Regions from separate parts of the Mus musculus genome. Here all the other regions are linked to region 2. The links are chromatin contacts, called in public Hi-C maps. All regions are on one chromosome and are shown on one strand. The core of a region is the stretch at or near the end of the contact, and the rest is flanking DNA. Distances in the headings are between cores, read along the strand shown.

Region 1 (2,700 bases), core at 173-2,672, 41 kb after region 2:
CAAGGGCGTGTGCTGCTAAAATTCCTTCCCAGAGGAGGTGCAAGCTCAACCTCTTTTCCTAAGGTCCCACCCACAATCTGAAGATTATCCCAGCTTCCCTCAAGAGCGGGTGGGGAGGGTCAGGTCACAAGCCCCTTTACCTGAGCATCCAGCTACTCTGTACCACTGCTGTATGCATCTTTGCCTTAAATACGTGTGGTAGACTTGTATTTAAGACTTTGGGGGGGGGGTGGCATTCTAACTGAAGGCTACAGAGAAGCCATATCCCCATTGGGTAAAGGCTCTTGGGGGCACTCTGGGTATGACAGGTTGAAGGTGGGGATTAGTCCCTCCTTGCACACAGTAGTGTGCAAGTTGGGATAGGTGATCTCCTCAACCTTCAAACACAACCTTCACCTCTCTACATGCTCCAGAGAGCAGCAGCGTCATGGGGGCAGCCTCTTGGGCCCCACTACAGGGATGTGGGCCTATCAGGTATGGTAGGACCTAGGAATCTACATTCACTCAGGGGTCCTGTGTGGTGGTCCGATGCTCTCAGAGATTCAGAGAGTCATCTCCTGTGACCTGCATAGGAAGCACCGGGAGATGTGGATCATCACTCCTGCCATGCAGGAGCTGACACCCTTGTGATTTTCCCAGTCATTTCTTCAGTGGTCATAAGGCAGTGGCTGGAGCTATGGATATCTGAATTGAAGGCCATATGGAAGGGCGGAGAGATGGCTATTTCAGCCCTGCCTGTCTACTTGGGTCAGAAAGCAATGTGTGTGTGTGTGTGTGTGTGTGTGTGTTTCTCTACCAAATCCCTTCCTTTCCTAATGCTTGGCGAGAGTCAAATCTCACGGCTACTTTTAGCTACAGGAAGGCAAAAGGAAGCAGAAAGCAGGTTTGACTTTGGCTCACCAAGAACAACTACTCTGTGGGGTCAAGTCAGATCAGAGAAGAGGACTCTTGGTGGGCAGTGTCCTTGTTGAAGCTGTGGTCCCTGGCTGCCACTTCCGTAGCTCTGTCCAGGCTGGCTGGGCAGGGTCTGTACTCTGCTGAGGAATCTAAAGTTGGCATTGGTCATACAAGTGCCACAGAGGCCATTGCCTGCCAGTGGGCTTAGCTCAATTCGGTGACCACAGGGTCATTTACTGGACTCCATTCATGGTCTCCAGAAGCCTGTGGAGGAGCCTTCTTCCCGTGTGTCTGTGTTTGTATTCTGTGTGGCTCAGGGAAACTCCAGAGTTGTCAAGATGCCCAAGGGGCCCTGTGGGCTGTGTCACTGACCAAAATTACTTTGGGGCTTTATAGGTCTTCTCTCTGACGGCAGGTCCCGAGTCAAGGACAAGGGGAGGCCCCTGGCACTGCTTTCCTGCCTGGTGCTGAAGAGTGAAGTGAGGATGCATTATTGGGTGGGTGTGGACCCTGGAAGGTTCTAGTGAGAATCTGAGTGTAAATGTTGGTTTTGATTGCATGCGCGGCTGGTTAGAACAGGTGATGGTCACTGTGTAGGCCCGTTTCCATGGAAACAAGATGGTAGCCACCGTGGGGGTTGGGCGAGTTGCCAGAGATCCTCAGACCTGCCTGATGAGTCACACTGGTCAGGTGTGAGTCAGGCAGAAACCTCAAGAGTCAGTGATGGGATTTCTCTCAGCTCTTTTGCTGAAGAGCCTTGCCCTCCATGATGACTGGTGCCAGAATCCTCACGGACGTCCCCGCCTGTGCTGCCATTTCTTAGCTCTGATGTTTCTTCTGTGCTAGCTTTGCTCCCTGGAGTTCACTGCTCTGTGCAGGATGGATGGCATCAGCAGAGACTTTCTCATCTGTCCTCTTCTGCTCTGCCCAGGAGGTCCAGAATGGAGCCTTCTTGGCTTGGCTCGGCTGGACTGGGTGCTGTGTACATTCCTGAGCCAGCCTTGGTGGGTGTCAGCTCCTCCCGTGCCTCATGGCTCGAGAACAAGGAGGGTATATCCCAGGAGGTTAAGAGGGGGAACCTCCTGGCCCTGGGTTCCTTGGAGCACAGCCAGAAGCTTGGGCAATGGGAGCCAGCTTCTGTTTGCTTGCTGATGGGCTGAGCTCTTTCATAGCTGCCGTCTTGTCCCGAGCCCCAGGATCCCAGGAGGTTAAGGCTGCTCTGCAGATGAGTGGACACTCACAGAAACTGGTAGCCAGCTCCAGGTCACTACATTATATAGGGGGTCCTGGGATTTCTCAGATATGGCTGAGCCCGTGTTCACTCAATGAGAGAATGTCACCTTTCCAGAGGTCGAAATCATCCATTAGCCTGTCCCAAGGTCTTGGGAAGTCTCACTGACCCTCAGGAAGCTGTGAGGTGAATCCTCGGAGAGGAAATGTTTCCTCCCACCTTTCTCCCACCTACCTGTAGCATAGCCCCCGTCAGGTGGTGCCAAGACCAGCCTGAGCTCACCTCAGGGGGGGCAGACATTGTAAGTGGTGGCACACATATAAAAAAAGCCATGCACTGGGGATGGCTCAGTGCACGATAACATGCTCCTCTTACGAGTATGGCGATTAGAATTTGGAACTCTCCTTCTCTCTTAAAAGCCACGTGGGCATAGCAGCTCCCCTGTAATTCCAAAGACCTCAAGGCCAAGACGGAATTCCCAGAGAAACCTGGCTAACTAGACTATCCCCGTTGGTGAGCTTTAGGTTCTAATTAGAGAATTTGCCTCAGTGAATAAGGGTGAAGAGCTGTCA
Region 2 (2,700 bases), core at 85-2,584:
TGCTTCCTTAGATTGGCCTGCGGACACAGCTGTGGGCTGTTTTCTGGATTAACCGAAACCCGCTGTGGTACCACCCCTGGATAAGTGGTCCTGGGTTGTATAAGAAAGCAAGCTAAGCAAGCCACCAGGAACAAGTCAGGAAGCAGCAGCCCTCTGGTAGCCTCTGCTTCAGTCCCTGCCTCCAGCTTCCTGCATGATGGCTGCTTAAAGCCCAATAAACCCTTTCCTCCCAGAGTTGCTGTTGGTCAATGTCCTACCATTCCAGCAGCAGAAAGCTAAGACAAACTGACAGTGGGTATGGACCGGGGAGCACCCACTTCATACATGGGGCGGCTGCTCTCCAGCAGAGCGACCTCTGGCTTAAGGCTCATCTCTAGTCTCAAGTTTTGTTGACAGCAAAATGAGGTGCCCTGTTCCAGGGTCCCAGGGAAAACAAGCAGTTGATTGGCATTTGGCAGGATCTCGATACCTTTAATCTGCTTATATACATAGGAACCAATGAAAAGGGCTCACAATCCTGCACACTCCTTCCTGGAGTCTATAACCCATGCAGGGGGGAGGTGGGGCTACCTGGTAAGAGGGCTGGGATTGGGGAGTTGGTGCTGCAGAAAACAAGAGAGATGGGTGCCCATTTCATGGTCTCTCAGCTGCCCAGGGGTGAGGTGGAAGATTGACCTTGCAGCTGGGTAAAGATGGGCATCTGCTCACCTCGTGGACGGGAGGGGGGCGTGTAGGTCACTCAGAAGCTTTTAAAAGGAGGTAGGATTTTCCTTTTCTTTTTTTGAGATTGGGTTCTCATTATGTAGGCCTGGAACTGGCTTTATGGACTAAGGATAATCTCGAATTTAAAGGTCTGCCTGCTTCTTCTGGGATTACAGGCATGCAACGGCCACTGCTGGTGGTCTTTTGCGTCCATCTTGAAGGGCAGGAAGAAGTGGGACCAGAATGGGAAGCTTGGTGGGAACTTGGGTTTCTGAACGACCTTTGGAGACCGGTTCGAGCATTATGCTGGTGACCCCCTCATTGGGCAGTGGAGCAAGCACCCCAACAGGAAGCCCAGTGAGAATCCGAAGTGTAACAAGACCAATAAGCGTTAGGCACCTGGGCTGCTCATTCAAAGGCTCTCCCGTTTTTACGCATGATGGACAAAGCCCAGGGCCAAAAGGGTCAGGACCCTCCCCAGCGGTGCGACCCTAAATTGTTAGGAGGTGGCTGCACTCCCGGGGGCTCCCGCCTCTCCGGAGGGGACTCAGTCGCGCCACCGTCACTCAGTCTGTCGCCCGCACACCTCCCCCTCCAGCGCCCCGAGCCTGCAGCTTTCCCCGAAGACATTTGGTGTCAGTATAAGGACGGCTTTTCCTCGCACGCGGCGCGGCTCGGTCTCGCCGCCGCCGCACGTCCCCGCACCGCCTGGCGCTCCGGCTCCTCCGCAGCCCCCGTCGCGCGCAGCCCCTTTGCGCCTCGAGTCCGGGCCGGGGGCGCCAGGGGCGCCGAAGCCGGGGACCCGGGTGACCCGACCCCGCGCTCCGCCGCGCCTGCCGCCCCGCACCTGCCCTGCCGCGGCCCCGCGCCCCCGCCCCCGGCCCGGAGCGCCGCGCGCCCGCCGCCCGCCGCGCGCTCCAACTCCGCGCGGTCCGCCGCTCGTCCGCGCCACCCGCCCCGAGCCGCGGCGACCCGCCCGCCATGGCCCGCGCCCCCGGGCCCGCCACCCTGCGTGCGCCGCCCCCCTCGCCCCGGGGGCGCAGCTGATCCCGGAATCTGAGGCGTGGGGCCGGCGGGGCGCGGGGTCCCTCTCCACGCCGGCTTCGGGGACACGCGTCACCCCCGCATCTCTGCCCGGGACGACCCCGCTGCCCAGCCACGTCCATGCCAAGGTAGGGGAGGCAGTGACGGTGGAGGGGGAAGGAGAGGCTCAGCCCCCAGCTTGGTTTCTTGGCGCGTCGGGCTCTTTCTTTATAGAGGCGTTTTTGTTTGTTTATTTATTTATTTATTATTTCTGGGGACTGATCCCCCTCACCCGCCCGCGCGTACCCATCAGGTGGGCGTCACATCCCTTGCTTGGGGGGTGGGGTGGGGGCCCTGCGTTGGAAGGACAGGGAACTTTGACCGGGGCCCCTCTCCAAGGCCACGAAAGTTCTCTTGGTGCCAATACTGAAACCCAAAGCCGGCTCAACCAGCGCTGCAGAAATTTATTCAACAAGTCAGGCTGCTGGCGGGGGCCCGGGCGGTCTGTCCGTCCGTCCTGCTGTCCCTCTGCTGCGGCTCTGCGACCAGCTGGATCAGAGCTGGTGCCAGTGTCCGGCAGGGCTGAGCTAGGAGCGTTAGCTAGAGACGGAGGACGGCGGGCGGGATTGAGTGAGAGAACCCCGGGCAGGGTTTAACTTTCCTCCAGGCCGGGTGGTGGAGGGCCCTTCCTTCGCCAGTCACCCTAGGCGCCCACCTAGGTCGCGCTGCATGAAGCCAGGTCGGGTTGGAGCGGGCAGTCCAAGGGGCCAAGAGGAGTCCTCAGCTGCCAGGGAGAAGGTTATATAATGAGTGTTTGTGATGATTGGGATTTAATTGTCTGTTGGATGGTGTGTGTGGAGTGAAGGGGCAAGAGGGCTCAGCAGGGGGTGGGTAGATCTCTTTTCTGGGAGGTCAGGAAGCCTGGGGGAGGGGGCTCAGAAATAGGCCCAGCGGAGACAGCGGCCAGCCCCTGTG
Region 3 (2,700 bases), core at 162-2,661, 59 kb after region 2:
TCTGGGCCGGCCCCCGGGGCAGGACTGGAGAACGTGAGCCTTGCGTGCAGACTTGTCTGGGTCAGAAGCTACATTTAGGATAGTGGAGCCCTGAACCTACAAGAGTCCTTCAGGGTCATAGGTACTGTGACAGAGGGAGAGTGGGCTCAAGTCAGACACCAGCCCATTCCCAGAGGCCAGAAGAGGAGAGCCCAGACCAGGAGAACAGAAGGAGTGAGATGCCTTTCTGACTGTGTGATGGCTCAGAGGGATGCAAGAAGCTGGGTCTGCAGAGAATACAATGGTACAGAGGATACAGTGGTACAGAGGATACAGTGGTACAGGCTAGGGCTGCCTCTGGGAGTGGACCCTGCGCTGTCCTGATAGGGATGTTTTGAATGGACTGTGGGCAGAGTTGAAGAAGAGGAGGAAAAGGAGGAGGATGAAGAGGACGAAGAGAAGGCGTAGTGTGTATGCAGTGTATGTACTTAGTGTAGTGGGACCTGCCTGCCTATACGTGAGGCTACTGAGGCCCTGGGAGGGGTATGTCTTGCTGCCCAGCTGGGACTAGAACCTAGACCTCTTCATTTGGTCTGTGCTGGCTGCCACCAGGGGTGGGTCTAATGTCCCCTGTCCCTTCTTGTGTCCCCTGTCCCTTCTTGGCTGGGGAACAGGCCCTTAGCTAGACTCTTGGGGCCATTGACATCATGGTCCACCTGGCTCCTGACCTAGTCTGAAGGCCCCCAGAGTAAGCCCAGCCTCAGAGAAGGTGGCTGTCAGGGGACAGCTGGGCTAGAGGATGGGCACTTTTGACTAGGTGTGGTGAAACCCAGGAAGGCTGCTTGGAGGAAGAGATAGAGCACATAGAGAAGTCTGGAGGTGGTACTTCCTTCCATGCATGTACTCTTGCCTCTGTCCCTTTGTCCCCCTGTCCCTCGGTCCTGTCCTGCCCCTGATCTCCCCATCTCTATCTCCATTTCTTTCTACGGCTCTGTCTATGCCCCTGCCTTTTGCCCCTTCCTACCTTGACCTCATGCGCCTAGCGCCAGGGTACTAGAGAAAGAGCATCAACATCCTACCTGTCTTGGCTACCTTACTGTACCAAGTATGTAAAAGAAGGCTCAGCTAGGCTCTTTGGGGCCTGACTCCCAATCCCATGGTCCCAATTCCCTGGGCAGCCACGGATGAATTAAATTTGTGCTAAATTCCTAGTTTCCTAATTACACCTTGGCTCTGTGGCCCCGGGATTCCCCAGGCCCTGGAGAGAGGAACCCAGAGAGAGGGGCTGGGCCCCTGGGTGGGAAAGAAGCAGAGGGAGGGGGCTGCCATTCAGGGAAAGTAGCTGGCAGCTCAGAATTTCAATATCCTGGAGAACAAGGGAAATGTAATTAATTGAGCAATAAAGGCCACCCCTGGGAGCAGCCAGGAGCAGCCGGGCTGGCGTTGAGCTGGTTAGTGAGCCACGCGTGGAGAGGAGCCTGCTGCCTCCTTGAGGTGGTCTGGTCCAGCGCCTGGTCTTCATCCACTGCCTTTGCGTGGATTCTAGGATTGCCACTTTCCAGACCCCAGAGCCACTCAAGGACGGTGGCTGTTTTGAGACCTGCTGGTGACAGTGACACCAACCTTTGATTTGTCATCCTTCCTCCCAGACCTGCCCTACTCAACTCATTGGAATCCTCTACAGCAGCCCCAGGCCTGGCCTGGCAGCTCTGCATGCTCTCAGGCTACACTTCCCCTCAGCACCTCTGGCAGATTTTTCATATCTTGTAGGGCCCAGCTCCACTTCATCCTCCCCACAAATGTGTCCTTCACAACAGTCCTTCTGCTCAGCACCGCTGCATCTGGACCCCGCTGCTGGGCTGGGAGCTCTGAGGGGGAATTCTCAGTGCAGTGCTGGCAGGCAGTCTACCACTCGATGAATGAATGCATGCTTGCGAACCATGAATGAGTGATTGCAGCCCTGGGAAGGCTTGCAGTTGGTTCATTTTGGGGATCACGTGAGGACACGTCTTGTTTCCTTGCCTCCCTCCTTGTTCCCATGTTGGAGGGTAGATGTTAAAGCAATGTAAGGTGCTGAGCCCTGGGCCTAGATGTTCTCAGTTGGATGACGCAGCTTGCCAGGGGAGCCCCGTTGCTTTCCCTGAGAGGACGCTGACCTAGTTTTGTGGGGAGGGAAGATGGGGTGGACATTAATTATTGATTGGAAATCACTCCACACCAAGCTTGTGATGCAAATCCATGATAATTATCCTCATTAATAACCACCTCAGCATCACGCTGGCATCAACCAAAGTCCAACAGGACCAACTCTTCCTACCTGTCATCATCACTCGCCCCTCCCTGCCTCCAATCTTCTCCTCATTCCCAGTCAGTCATCCAGCAAACGTTGGTTAAGCTTATCTTCTAGGTTAGGCCACGCTGGCTTCTGGGACTATTGAGGTGGCTCAGACACAGACCCTGTTCCCCAGGAGTTCACAGCCCAGTAGATAGGACAGGAAAATATACAGACGGATGGGTATTGATTAAGGTTAGATGCTGATGCAAATGGGATGCAAATCTCTTGGGCCGCACAACATACAAACTGTAACTGTACAAGGTAGCCTAGGCTAGGAGAGGCTGAGATTGCCTGGAGTGGAGGATTGAATGCTTTGGTGAGAGAAGGTTGAGAAGGCTCCACAGAGCGAGGTTTTACTAGGCTGAGGCAGGCGATAGGAGGTTGTT

Evidence for each region. A called contact is a pair of places that touch in the nucleus more often than the background predicts.
Region 1: a Hi-C map of cerebellar granule neurons shows a contact between it and region 2, with 2.1 times the contacts expected there. The contact joins the enhancer-like site here to the promoter of Cacna1i in region 2. A contact is called at or near these places in 16 of 39 promoter capture datasets (the 3T3-L1 cell line, the C10 cell line, the HPC-7 cell line and 11 more), 3 of 15 datasets of contacts at CTCF or cohesin (CD8 T cells, the NIH/3T3 cell line and pro-B cells), 19 of 484 Hi-C or Micro-C datasets (B cells, the F1.1 cell line, the G1E-ER4 cell line and 11 more), 2 of 115 datasets of contacts at active chromatin or transcription factors (embryonic stem cells and forebrain) and 5 of 9 other capture datasets (adipose tissue, embryonic stem cells, liver and 2 more).
Region 3: a contact with region 2 is called in a Hi-C map of the N1E-115 cell line, with 12 times the contacts expected there. The contact joins the enhancer-like site here to the promoter of Cacna1i in region 2. A contact is called at or near these places in 11 of 39 promoter capture datasets (the C10 cell line, the HPC-7 cell line, HPC-7-derived erythroid cells and 6 more), 2 of 15 datasets of contacts at CTCF or cohesin (the NIH/3T3 cell line and large pre-B cells), 27 of 484 Hi-C or Micro-C datasets (B cells, CD4 T cells, the F1.1 cell line and 17 more), 2 of 115 datasets of contacts at active chromatin or transcription factors (both in embryonic stem cells) and 3 of 9 other capture datasets (adipose tissue, embryonic stem cells and liver).

What each region holds. Positions count from the first base shown.
Region 1 is chr15:80,326,404-80,329,103 of GRCm38.p6, forward strand. The region is part of intron 4 of Cacna1i (calcium channel, voltage-dependent, alpha 1I subunit); the gene reads left to right. Among named protein-coding and RNA genes, the nearest start is that of Gm31319, 38 kb to the left of the region's middle. Within about 2 kb of position 1,423, at least 12 of the 459 cell types and tissues checked have an H3K27ac peak or open chromatin away from gene starts, as enhancers often do. A contact at or near this core is called in cerebellar granule neurons, where this site is marked.
Region 2 is chr15:80,285,904-80,288,603 of GRCm38.p6, forward strand. Cacna1i (calcium channel, voltage-dependent, alpha 1I subunit) reads left to right here and starts at 1,335. Exons shown (of 37, transcript NM_001044308.2): 1 at 1,335-1,874. Gm31319 (a long non-coding RNA gene) reads right to left here. Exons shown (of 2, transcript XR_384257.3): 2 at 1,965-2,509.
Region 3 is chr15:80,345,255-80,347,954 of GRCm38.p6, forward strand. All of the region lies in intron 5 of Cacna1i (calcium channel, voltage-dependent, alpha 1I subunit), which reads left to right. Among named protein-coding and RNA genes, the nearest start is that of Gm41363, 54 kb to the right of the region's middle. Within about 2 kb of position 1,412, at least 3 of the 459 cell types and tissues checked have an H3K27ac peak or open chromatin away from gene starts, as enhancers often do. A contact at or near this core is called in the N1E-115 cell line, where this site is marked.